Linked DNA regions of Mus musculus: all the other regions are linked to region 2. A link is a contact called in public Hi-C and HiChIP or PLAC-seq data. All regions are on one chromosome and are shown on one strand. Each heading gives the region's core, a stretch centred on a gene start, on an enhancer-like site or on the middle of the called end of the contact. The rest is flanking DNA. Distances are from core to core; before and after follow the strand shown.

The links. A called contact is a pair of places that touch in the nucleus more often than the background predicts. HiChIP or PLAC-seq counts read pairs in DNA pulled down with a chosen protein or histone mark.
Region 1: an H3K27ac HiChIP or PLAC-seq map of heart atrium shows a contact between it and region 2, with 2.2 times the contacts expected there. The contact joins the enhancer-like site here to the promoter of Tbx20 in region 2. A contact is called at or near these places in 3 of 484 Hi-C or Micro-C datasets (the N1E-115 cell line, embryonic stem cells and liver), 2 of 115 datasets of contacts at active chromatin or transcription factors (heart atrium and neural progenitor cells) and 2 of 9 other capture datasets (liver and pancreatic islet).
Region 3: a contact with region 2 is called in a Hi-C map of the N1E-115 cell line, with 4 times the contacts expected there. The contact joins the enhancer-like site here to the promoter of Tbx20 in region 2. A contact is called at or near these places in 3 of 39 promoter capture datasets (embryonic stem cells, epiblast stem cells and liver), 6 of 484 Hi-C or Micro-C datasets (the N1E-115 cell line and embryonic stem cells), 5 of 115 datasets of contacts at active chromatin or transcription factors (cardiomyocytes, embryonic stem cells, extraembryonic endoderm stem cells and 1 more) and 2 of 9 other capture datasets (adipose tissue and pancreatic islet).

What each region holds. Positions count from the first base shown.
Region 1 is chr9:24,853,077-24,857,201 of GRCm38.p6, reverse strand. No RefSeq gene overlaps it. Among named protein-coding and RNA genes, the nearest start is that of Gm29824, 79 kb to the right of the region's middle. Within about 2 kb of position 2,296, at least 2 of the 459 cell types and tissues checked have an H3K27ac peak or open chromatin away from gene starts, as enhancers often do. A contact at or near this core is called in heart atrium, where this site is marked.
Region 2 is chr9:24,772,361-24,776,675 of GRCm38.p6, reverse strand. It overlaps Tbx20 (T-box 20), which reads left to right and starts at 2,373. Exons shown (of 8, transcript NM_194263.2): 1 at 2,373-2,957. The coding sequence starts at 2,831. Gm29824 (a long non-coding RNA gene) reads right to left here and starts at 952. Exons shown (of 3, transcript XR_870586.1): 1 at 725-952; 2 at 206-321.
Region 3 is chr9:24,876,186-24,880,192 of GRCm38.p6, reverse strand. No RefSeq gene overlaps it. Among named protein-coding and RNA genes, the nearest start is that of Gm40509, 67 kb to the left of the region's middle. Within about 2 kb of position 1,397, at least 23 of the 459 cell types and tissues checked have an H3K27ac peak or open chromatin away from gene starts, as enhancers often do. A contact at or near this core is called in the N1E-115 cell line, where this site is marked.

The DNA.
Region 1 (4,125 bases), core at 1,047-3,546, 81 kb before region 2:
CCTAGTGGCCAAGGTAAACTTTATTTTCTCCCAAGAGCTTTACTGGACCAACTATTTGACACACCACTCTGAGTCTCACACACTGATGCTTATACATAAGAAGCCTCTAGTATATGTGCACAGGATATGGTGACTGCAGGGCAGAAAAGGAGGTGGGAGGAGGGGGCTGGCGAGATAGCTCAGCAGGTAAGAGCAAAGGTCTCTTCCAAAGGTCCTGAATTCAAATCCCAGCAACCACATGGTTGCTTACAACCACCTGTAATGAGACCTGACACCCTTTTCTGGTATGTCTGAAGATAGCTACAGTGTACTTATGTATAATAATAAATAAATTCTTGAGCTAGAATGAGCAGGGTTGACTGGAGCGAGCAGAGGTCCTAAATTCAATTCCCAACAACCATATGAAGGCTTACAACCATATCTGTATAACTACAGTATACTCATATACATAAAATAAATAAATAAATCTTAAAAAAAGAAAAGAAAACAGAAAAACGCTTAAAAAAAAAAAAAAAAAAAAGGAGGTAGGAGGACCAGGGCATAGAGGACAGCAGAAGTGAAGTGGGTGACATCAATGTCTCCCATGTGCCTGGGGAGCTGCCTTCTCTCTGCTGTGAGCTCAGAGTGGCTCTTCTCCATTAAGGAAGGCCAGCTCGGCCTTTTAAAAGGGGACTTGCAAATGGAATTCACACAGTGCCATGACCCTTGGAGTATAGTGTGGCAGGATGCGGCGGACTCCCTCCCAAGTGCACAGCACACACGCACAGCTGAGAACTTGCCTCCCCTGCCCCTGCACACACCTCCCAGCACATCCTCAGCCTGTCCTTCCCAATGTTTGTACATGTTGGGCTGAGTCGTACAAGGACCCTAGCTCATGTTTGGCTCCTAAACATACTTCTGTTGTCCCTCTCTCTGGCTTCACCCTTCTTGACCTATGAACACCAAAAACAGGGAAGGAGCTGATGCTTACCATAGTGCTCTGTGGTCCAAGATCCACAGCCCCCTGAATAAAGATTCCCTTCGATTTTATGTGCAAAAGTCAGAGTTCAGTGATGAAGGTGTGTGCCCTGGAAACCAGACCATTGCCAGATACGACCAGGGCCACATGACCTGAAAACTTCAGAGACTAGTTAGCAATCTTCCAAGGGCCCCATGGAAAAGTGTTCTGTTAATACGTAGTGAGGGCTGAAGGATGGCAAAAGCCAGGTGACTGAAAAGAGCCCTGTATGAGCTTGAGTGACAGAGAAGGTGAAACTGTTAGCACAGATCTGATGCAGATGGACGAAGCGGTGCCTGTGAGAACATGTGAAAACATGAGACATGTGAAACATGTGAGGGCATGTGAGAGCGTGCGAGAACATAGACATGTGAGAACATTGACATGTGAGAACATAGGCATGTGAGACGTGAGGGCATGGGAGAGCATGTGAGAACATAGACATGTGGGAACATAGACATGTGAGACATGTGAGAGCATGTGAGAACATAGACATGTGAAGGCATGTAAGAACATAGACATGTAGACATGTGAGACATTTGAGGACATGTGAAGGCATATGAGAACATAGAGATGTAAGAACATAGATATGTGAGAACCTAGACATGTGAGACATGTGAGGGCATATGAGAACATAGACATGAGAGATCATGTGAGACATATAAGAACATATGTGACATATAAGAACATATTAGACATGCCTCTGTCCTAGGTGCATTCCTATTATCAGTGTCCATAACTATGAGGTATTTTGCTTTTGTCACCAAACAAATTTCACTGAGAGAGTCGGGGAGAGGAGAAAAATGAGAGGAAACAGTGAGGAAAAGCAAAATGAAGTCCAGCCAAGTTAAGGAGGAGGTTACAGTCATTGTCTGGTCTCTTGTTGGCAGCACTGTCCCAGTCCAGCTCTGGGAGGCAAACGAAGAGTGGAGCATTGGTCGGTGAAGAAAGCAGCTGAGCTTTCAGCAAGAGGCAGGCAGGTCTGTGGGGTCGAGTGTCGGTTCTGCCTCAGCGGTTGTTGGTTGGGTTGGGTTTGCTTCACCTTTAAAACTAAGCCCTATAAGTACTTATTTTGGTGAGCGTGGCCATGCAGTAAGAGAGCAGAGGAATTTACAGATGATTTCTGAAGATGGCTTTTCTGCGATGGCTGTGAAGCTGAGATTATTGGACACTCTCCATCATAGTCACAAAACCCTGCGGTGTCGTCCCTTAAAGTGCTTTTGGTAAGAGCCAGTGATTGCGAGAGTGCCATCCTGATAAAGGCAGTGGGCACTTCATGCCCACAGAGCAGCAGCCCCAACTGTGCTGAGGGAACACACTGCAGGCGCCTGCACTGACCTTCACAGCAAGTTTGAATGAAGCCCTTCAGCATGAACCAAACCCAGGAGTGAGGACAGCGAGGTTAACTGCTGTACAGACACACACAGACGTGGGGTACATGCTCTCTTTGAAAACAGAGGACAGACCAGAAAGCCTCAGCAACAAGTCTTTCGTGAGAATCAGCCATTCTCAGCACCAGGGGTGTAGCCGAGGGGCAGAGCGCTTGCCTGGCATGCTTAAGGCCTTAGATTTAATTCTCAGACCAGTCGCAAAACCAACCAACCAAACAAACAAACAAACTCAGAAATGAAAGTATAAAGGGGGACTAGGTTGTGGTTACTTTCAGGGTATTTTATGTATTTAGCGTGGAGGAAATTGGGGGAAGGCTTCAAGCAGAAGGTGAAAGATGGAAACAAAGACCCATGACAGAATCTTCTGTCATGTTAGAGAAACAGTGAACGGAAGAAACTTAGGTAGCCCTAGTTCCCCATTTAGCAGATGAGAAAGACAAGTCACAAAGGACTGTATGAGTCTAATTCCTGCCCCTCTTGCTGTTACAGGACAAACAACCACAGTAAATAAACCTGCAAAATGTAGCTAGTGTGGTCAAGGGGCCTAGGGGAACAAAGCCTGGAGCCTAGCTAGGACCTTCCGGCACTACACAGCTCACATTCCTATGCACTGTGCTACTGCTGTTGGAAAGTCTGTGTCCTACTTAACTCTGTGAGATCAGAGTGTGGCATACCATGAGCTACATCTGTGTCACAAGATGCATTTCAGCAGTGCTGCATCTTGGACCCAAGTATCGACTCACTGTGACTCTGCTTGCCCTGCAGCCAAGTCCCCAGGTGGTGCATGTATACAGGAGAGTTCCAGAAACCCTGCTCCAGCCCAGCCCAGACATGGATTTTAAAGAAAGAATGCCCAAGGCTCACCTGGTGTGACTTAGCATTGGAGTAGACTGGCATACTGGTTCTGAGTGTGCAATTTTTATTTGTATCTTCTAGCTGCTGCTGTGAACAGGAAGAGTTCATTTTTTTTTCCCCAAATTAACTCCTGAATCATGAATACTTCAAGACCTCCTGTAGCAGCTACTAGTGGCTTTAAGAGTTCTTGGGGTGTGGCTGCATCCGTGTCTATCTTCCTTGGACCTTGCCTGCATTTCTGTCACCCTTACCTCTCTTTTATATGAACCCCAGTTTAGGGGTTACTTGCACATCCAAGATGATCTTGTCCTGGAATTTTTCAATACATTTGCATGACCCATTTTGCAGTTAAGGTTTAGGTATTTGTATGTTTTTGGGAAACCACCATTGAATTCACTCCAACATTACATTTGTCATCAATGGGCCTGTCCCTGGAAAGAGAAAGGACTGGATACCATGTTGTTATAGAAGATGATCTCCCTAGTTACTTTCAATTGTTTGATAAGGTCTTTGTGGGAAGATGGAAGGGAAAGAATGAGAGAAGAGAGGAAGGGAGGGGACGAAAGAGTTAGGGAAAAGACAGGAGGGAATGAAAGAGAGACTATGCTCTAGCCCTCAGTGGACAGGGAACACACAGAAGTCTCTAAATTAATCTCCCTCACTGTTCTCTAGCAATGAGATTAAGACATCACTACCATTAGAAGTTGGTCTCAAATCTCCTTTCTGTCAGCAAAACATTCTCATCCTGCTCTCTCTATCTGGGGCCCTCTTCCTTCCAGCCCCCCCCCCACCCCCCATGTCTTAGGAGCTGTTTTAAGTGAAGACCTCCCCCCACCCCCCACCCCCCCCCCCATGGCCGGCCGCTGGAAGCTCTCATCCTAC
Region 2 (4,315 bases), core at 1,124-3,623:
CTAGGCAGGAGGTTTAGATTACCCTGAGGCGATTCCTCTCTGTCAGCACTAGCTACAGGTCCTATAGCAACACATTGATTCATATAGGCATTGGATCTAAGAGGAGAGCAGCTTACCAGTATAATAAGCCTGTAGTAATGTTTGGCTGTGATGATCGTTTCAACGCCAACAAGATGCATAGCTTAGGGACACCCAAGTGACTCACCTCTGGCCTATGGCTTTGTTTAAGTGTTCATTTCAATTCCTTCAGCTTGCTGTCTCCTCCCACTTGCGCAGTCTCTTCTGCTTTTGAGTGATTTTCTGCCCACAAACATCCTAGAACTGGGACACAGTGGCACTTGTAGGAAAAGGGAAAGCAAGTTCAGCAATTCTGCTTTCCTGTGCTCAGTCTGCTTCTCTGAAACTGATGTATCTTTCAGGATGCCATTCCAACAATCTAAGCTGCTAAGGTAGTAAAGACAGTACCTCCCCTTATAAGATGGAATAATAGTTTTATTAATTAGGGTGTAACAACACAGTGAGCTATTGAAAACTAGATCCAACCAACAAAATCTACATTAGTTGAAACATTATATCAAGGTCTAAGTAAACCTCTCTCTCCCAAATTAAAAAAACAAAAACAAAAACTCTCTTCTTCAAATAAATCCATCTTCCTTGACAAACTCTAAAAAAATCAGACAAGAAGCAAACCAATGGGAACCTTACAATAAAAAGAAAACACTACCTTGATTGAGACATTGTATCTAAGGCCAGGAGAGATGGATGAGCAGCTAAAAGCATTTGCTCCTCTTTAGAGATCTGGAGGACTTCACTCCCTAGCACCCACACAGAGGGCTCACAACAGCCTGTAATCCCAGCTCCAGGAGATCTGATACTCTCTACTGACTTGCACACACTTATGAGTCCAGAGATTCCTGACCTGTGGGGAGGAGAGGGGAATGACTGGGACATGGTTGGAGGATGGGGGAGACTTGCAAAAAAGAGACACTGCTCTGCCAACTTGTCACCTTCGATCTTTTCAAAGTAGTTGGTCCAGACAAGGAAAAAAAAAAAAAACCTTCTAGTATGAAAAGTCTGCAGTTTTACTAATTTCTAATTTCCCTCAACATTGACACATTACAACCCAAATGCTGAAACGAGCAAACATAGACAGGATGGCCAGGCCAGTCTAAATCAGAACTTCCTCAGATGCCAACATTCTGTTTACACGGGATGTTCTTCATAGTTATTCTGGCTCTCGATTTCGCCCATAACTATGTTTCGGGAGCTGTGAAGAGGATGCAATGGGAGACAGGGTATGTCTTTCTTTTTATGTTCTTCACCCCACCCCTCCCCTACCCCCTTAAGACCTACCAAGAGGTTCCTAATCGCCAGATCAACTGGCTGGAAAGGAGAGCAAATATTTACAAGTATAGCTTGAGTGTGTGTGTCCTCTAGAGTTTACATGGTTGAGAGTGAAGCGGATTACCCCGCGAATTTGGAGAATTCGAATTATTTAGACTGAGCAAGGCCAACAGGACTCCCTCCACAAGGCTGTGGGAAGTCCTTAGCCCAGTCTGCGTCTGCAAGGCAGATAGATGGTTCCGTGTGGGGGGGGGGCGGGGGAGGAGCCAGAAAGTCACTATGCATCGCATGGTCCCCTTAGAGCTCCAAGTCCTGACCCCCCCTCCTTGCTTCAGGCCACTTCCCTACTTTCAGAGTCTCCAGAATAGAAAACCCAGACTAGAAGGGAAACAAACCACCACACAGCAGAAAGCCAGGTTCGCCAAAAACAAAATCAACAAAAACAAACAAAAAATCAAAACAAAGTATCCTTCCTACAGGCACCCTGCAGCTCAGCATTCTTTCCCAGAGCCCTGCCTCTCCAGCTCTCTGTGAAAAGAGACATAACTTGGGGACTGTCAAGTAGGGGACCTAGCACTAGGCACTGTGCTGCGTCACCAGGTTAATGCCGCTCAGCGATGAGGAATTTGCTCTACTGGGCCCTTCTCAACTATTTGGGAGCTCCAGTAGGAAAGGTAGAAAATGCGGAACTCAGTAGGACTTCCTTTGGTGACATTCAGTCCAGAGCAACGCAAATGCCTGTTTCTGGGTAGCAGTGAAAGTGCCTCTCTAGACAGCGCATGCTTCCCTCCTGCGGGATCTGAGACTCTGGGCGGAGGCGGTCCGGCTAGCTCCGCCACCCTGTTCACTGTGCGTCTTCTCCGGCTCTCCACCGGGAGCGCAGAGGCAGGAGGGCGCAGTGCCCTAGGCGCTCTCTCCCTGCGCCGCTCGGCCCCGCCCCACTCCGCACAGTCTGGAAGCAGTGACGTGAGACCACGCTGACTGGCTGCTGCCCGCAGGGATGGCCACCGCCAGCAAATTAAGGCGCGAGGCAGCAGGCGCCTAGGCACAGTTTAGGTCGCGCCTTGCTGCGCTCTGCAGAGAGGAGATCCGACTCCCTGGTTTCCGCACCCTCTAGAGTCCCACGCCGATCGTCACCTCCTCGGACTTGGGCCACTCAGCGGACCCAAGGAGGGAAGGGAGGGAGAACTCGGCGTGGGTGCTGGGGACCCCGCGTTTTGCGCAGTGGGCTTACAGTTTTGAGTTCCCGGCTGGTCCCCACCCTGCTTTCCTGCTGGTTCGAAGTCTCTGCGGCTCCCCTGCTTTGCTCTAGTGGACTGGAGAGGCCATCAAAACCTGGGAACGGACGCTTCGGGGGGGTCCCCAGTTCCGCTTTGCTTGCTCTCTGGAACTTTGAGCTGCAGTTTCGGGTCTTTGTCTCCCTTTGGGGAAGCTGGACTGTGGTTTGTCAGTCCAGGTTCCTGAGCAGGACCGCACGCTGGGAACCATGGAGTTCACGGCGTCGCCCAAGCCCCAGCTCTCCTCTCGAGCCAATGCCTTCTCCATCGCCGCGCTTATGTCCAGCGGCGGCCCCAAGGAGAAGGAGGCAGCAGAGAACACCATCAAACCCCTGGGTAAGTCGGGGTACTAGGCAGTCAGTATGGGCCCTGCTAATCTGTTTCCCGGGTGCGGGCAGTTTGCTCCGCGGGAAGCAAAGGTGGCTTTTTCTACCGTCTGGATCTACTGCTAAGTCTCAGAGTATGGACCAGAATTCGGTCCTGGGAGAAAGACTTTTTTTTTTTCTTTTCCTCTCAAGTTTTCTTTGGAGGCTTCACCATCAATTAAAGGTAGTGAATTCTCACTACCGGCTTGTGTTTGTATTCGCTTTCCCCAGTTTCTTGGAATCTCGACATCACTTAGATAGTATGAATGCTGTACAAATTTGTTTGTTTGAATGAAAACAAATTCAAGGACAAGTAAGGGTTAAGATTCGGGATCCACGGTGGTATATAACACCCAAGCCTGCGCTTGGAATCAAAGACTCTGAGACTTCACAAGAAGCCAGTTTAATTTTTCTATCACAATTAACAGTCTTAATATGTCTGAAAAGGACTATAAAATAGGCCGGTTTTTCCACGCAAGAGCCGGCTTTTTTTTTTTTTTTTTTTTTTGGTCAGGAACCCCCATTTTATACTTGCGATTTTCAATTGAGACTGGCAAGGCCTCCCCAAATTCCTCGAAATTTAACACTGTCTCTATAAAAACTGTTTTCTTTACAGAGGAAACTAGGCACAGATTAAAGAGAGATGAGCGGTGAGGGTGTCTTGAGCACACGAGAGTTGTATAAAAGCAACTGCTCAGGATAGGGGTTCTGAAAACCCTTACAACCCAGGGAAAATGAGTTGCTATTCTAAGGGCCTTGGTAATAATTATCGCACACCCTAATCGCCGACTATCAGAAATCAAGTAGCTAAGTTAAGACAGTTGAAAAAAGTCATCACTTTTTTCTTTTTCGCTATCCCTTCCCAACTCTAATACATTTCACATCCAAGATAAACACTAGAGAAGAAAGGGGCTTGGGAAACTAAGGAGTTTACACAGTGACAGGAGATTACTAAAGTCCAAAACAACAGTGGTACCAAGGAGATGTAAGACAGGGAAATGAGTGTGAATAAGAACTCCTAACTTCCACCTAAGTCAAGATCTGCGAAGGCAATGTGAGCAAGCCAACAAATCCTGATTATTTAGAGAGAGCATTGGCTACTACTGTCCAAGTTGGACCTGCTGAGGCTTCCGATCATTATCCTTGTACTTAGGGAATTTAATACCCCCATCTCATTTTGGTACCCAGTAGGAAAAGAAGATCTCAGGTCAAAATTCCTGACAAACATGTGAGCAGTGGTCTGGAAGCTTGCCAGCTCCACTACTCTCATTTCTGTATCAGTTCTTTAACTAGTTTTCTAAATAAAACAGAATAAAACAAAGCAACAAC
Region 3 (4,007 bases), core at 148-2,647, 100 kb before region 2:
AGTGTCACTGTGTGGCCCAGCAGGACAGTGCAGAGGTTCCTCCATCTTGTATCCTTGTTAAGGTCATTTGAGATTTAACTAGAATTTGATCTTCTTGATGGAGAATCCCATGGAAAATTTCCAAACTCTATTCTTGGACCTGAGATCAGAATGTCCCATCTAACTTATCTCAGTTTCTGTTAAAGTGCCTGCTTTTATAAAATCCATTCCAGCTAACTGCTTATCTTAGCTTCTGTTAACCGGCTTGCTTCTAGGAAGCTTCCCCCAACTCTGCAGGCAGCTGCTGAGATGCCAGGATGTGGTTTTTAACCTTCAAAAACCCCAAGCTCTGGACCCTGTCACAGCCAGCTGTAATAAAGACTTCCAATTGGCTGCAAACTGTGTCAGGGTGCATCTCTAGTGTATCTCACTATTCCATATATAGTCTTCAAGGAGTGATCAGCTTCTGTTTTGTTTTGTTTTGTTTTGTTTTGTTTTGTTTTGTTTTGTTTTGTGAAGCCTTAAAGTGCCACAAAGTTAGACTGCATGAAACCACCTTATGACATTGAAGTCTAAGTTAGACTTGAGGCTGTGTGTTTGGGGAGAAGCAGCTTCCAGCTGTGCTAGCCCTAGGAATCATCATGACTGTTGTCTCCAGACTTTATAGAGCAAAGAGAAATATTATTCTAGTACCAAGCCCTCAGAATTGTGAGAAACACTAGCAAGAAGGGATTGGTTTTAGACACTGAGAGCAATTGGTTATATAGCAATAGTTAATTGGAAGAAGACTGGAAGCTGGAAGAATTAAATGCCCTAATACACTGTTTAGAGCAGCATATGGCAGTCAGTGGTCACCGCACATTTACCACCCAGTTGTTTCAAACTCTGATCCAGCCGGAAGAGAGTCCCAGCATGCACATGGTTAAAGTTATATGACTTTATTGAAACCAGGGGTAAGTAGAAACTAGCTTTATACGTACCATAGATTAATGAATATTTTCCTCCGATTCAGAGATTCAGTGCTGTTGTCTGTCCCTGGGCGACTTAGAGATGCACAGTCTCTTATTGTAACAGCACACCTGCAGCTCTCTTGGCTGGCCTGGAGGGGTCAGGCCCAGGGATCATGTCCCATCTCTGCTGATGAAAATTCAGCTGCTATCGATTGGGTAAGCCCTGATGCCCTCCCCGGGTCAGGAGAGAAACCCCAACCATTGTTGAGTAAATACAGTATTCTGTTCATTACATCAATTAGGCTGACCCCAGAGGCTCTGGGACCCCCTGGCTCCCCCATTTACAATGACAGCTGCCATGCTAATGAATGCACATTGACATGATAATTAAGCCATGACACAGAATGGGACTGCTTTGGTAGCTGTCACTTTCTGGGGCCAGCTAGAACTGGTAGAGGCGACGACAGGGACAATTCCACCGCAGTGATATGCAGTGCCTAGGTTGGTCCCTTGGCTCACCCTCATGGCTGGACTGGCTATAATACTGAAGCTACTTTTTCTGGGGATGAAGGCAGGGATGAGGTGAGGAGGGTGAGTCAGGGTTGGGTGCTACCCTGTACTCGCTTTATCACAAGACATCCCTAAGTGGATGGAGGCTGAAAAGAATTTCCTCTTCCTTTGTGGAGCAGGGCGTGGCACCTGTCAACTCTGCAGGCCTTTTTAGCCAGGGGCCTTAGAGGCAGGCAGAGGAAGTTTGGAAGAATGAGAACCTCAAAGGCCCATCCATGTCTTGCTTACATTTGGCACCAGTGGGAAAAGCCAAATGACAATCTTTCAGCATCTTTGGGGATGATGACTCCCTTTGTGAGCTGACAGTCACAAAACTTCAGAAACAAGTATCTCAGCTCACCATGACTGACTGAATGTGCACTGAATGTTCAACGGAACCACTGACTGGTGGCAGAGAGCCCGGCTGACAGAGAAATCAGTGCGGTTGCTTACAGACCTTCTAGAAGGGCTTCCAGACAAAGTTCCTATCACGCCTAGTGACTGCTTAAAGGTGGGGCTGCTTGCAGAGAGGGCTCAATATAATTGAAGTAATGACGCTGGGCAGAAAACAACACTTCCACACCACCTTATGGTGTGTGACTCAGCACACATCTCTCTCGTACCAAGCAGTATTTATGAGAGGAATATGGTATGGATATAAACAGAGAGCGAATCAATGCCTGACTCTTAAAAATGCTTTGTTAGTAAATGGCAGATGAGTTAGAAGCTGTCATTGGCATGGGAGTGTGAAGCTTGCTTCCTAAGCCTTGCTCCACGTGTATACAAGCATGCTGCCTCTCCTCCCTACAGTAACTCAGTACAGGCTGAGCTGCAATGCAGAGGGCACAAAGGAACCTTGTGTGTGCATTTTACAAGACAGCTACAGAGCAAGTGATAATCTGGAAAGTGTATGTCCATGTGTTCATGCCAAATCCTGTCAGGCACGAGGGTTCACCAGTGGGCGGGCTGAGTTACCCAACACCTCATTCAAACCTGAGGATTTCTAAAGTCACATCTGTGCTTATCAGGGAAAGGGCTGTGATTGATTGGATGTGTCTACCACAGACACAGGACTGGGGAGAAATGACTCTTCAAGCCAGATATTTGTCCTCTGGGATATAGGGGAGGCTTAAGATAGATACTTTCCAGTGAGGGACTTCTCTGTGTCTCCTTTGCTGTGATTTTTAATGGAAAGGAAAACCCACTAGTGTGCACCTCACACTATGGGCAACCAGTTTTACAGTTCCCTCCGTGAGCTGCAAGATGGCTTCCTTTTTCCTCTCATCCACCTACGCTCCCCACACTTGAAATCTATTTTCTTTAGAGAGTCACATTTGATTTGTCAAAGCAGTCAGAAAGTCAAACTTCTTGTTACTTAATTCAGCAAACACCAAATGTCTACTCTGTCATAGGCTAACTGCACTGTGGTGTGCTTACTGTAGGTTCCTCAGGGTGTGTCTAGTGTTGGCGTGTGCTTTGGTGAGGCAGGTGAGAGGTAATGCATTTGTAGACACATTTCTGCATCTCCTGAAGAGGCACAACAGCTAGAGAAATTTAATTTGGTGAGCTTAAGTGTTCCTGGAATATCTTGTTATTGCTACTAGGACTGATGCTCTGAGAGGTCCAGTCAAAGGTTTAAAACTGAGTTTTTAAGGATTCTTACTTGCTATCAGCCGGGTGGCGGGGGGTGGGGGGGAGGGTGGGGGGGTGGTCTCCAGGTATCTAAGATGAGAAGAGTTGTGGTGGTCCTTGTGCACAGCACAGCTGGAGAGACACCTGGCCAGAGTGCCACCTTGCTGTTCATGCTCTGACTTGCTGGCCCTTCCCAGCAGCCTTTCTGCCACATCCTTTCTCTCCACTTCTCCTCATATGACTGTAACTATTGTTTACCCTTCATCTGTAAGCTTGCATCTCAGGTGTGCTCTCCTGCCTTACTCTGCTACCCTGATCCTTTTACCGGAAGAAGCCTCTGTCGTCCACACCCAGTGGATCTCATCCACAATGCCTCTGTACTTACCCTGGTTTTCTTACCATGACCTATGGGTGCCACTGCCTTTATACTCTCTTAAGAGACAAAGAGGACTCCGTTCGTTGGACTGTGAGGGAGTGGGAGATGTTGAGGAGAAAGGGGACATAAAGGACAAGGGGTGCATGTGCAGTGGGACTAGGGGAAAGGAACAGGATACTTACAGAAAGACCTTGTTGTTCGGCTCTCAGCCTGTAAGTAGCTGCTACATTTGTACAGTGACTGTGTAAGTAACTGCTGTGGTTGCACAGTGACTCTGTGAGTTCCCACTCTGCTTGATTCTGTTCCATCACTTCAGTTCCCCTTTCTGCAGGTATCCATGACATGGGCAGTTGTGTGCCAGCTCCTGTTCTGACCACTGAGGATACAAAGGAAAGCCAGACTAGCTAGACCTGAAATGTAGGGGATGCATTCACTGCTAAGCAGCCATCAAGTTGGAGGAAGGTTTAGGAGAGACCTTGGTGATACCTGGCAGAAATGTTCCCCTACCATGACTAAATGGC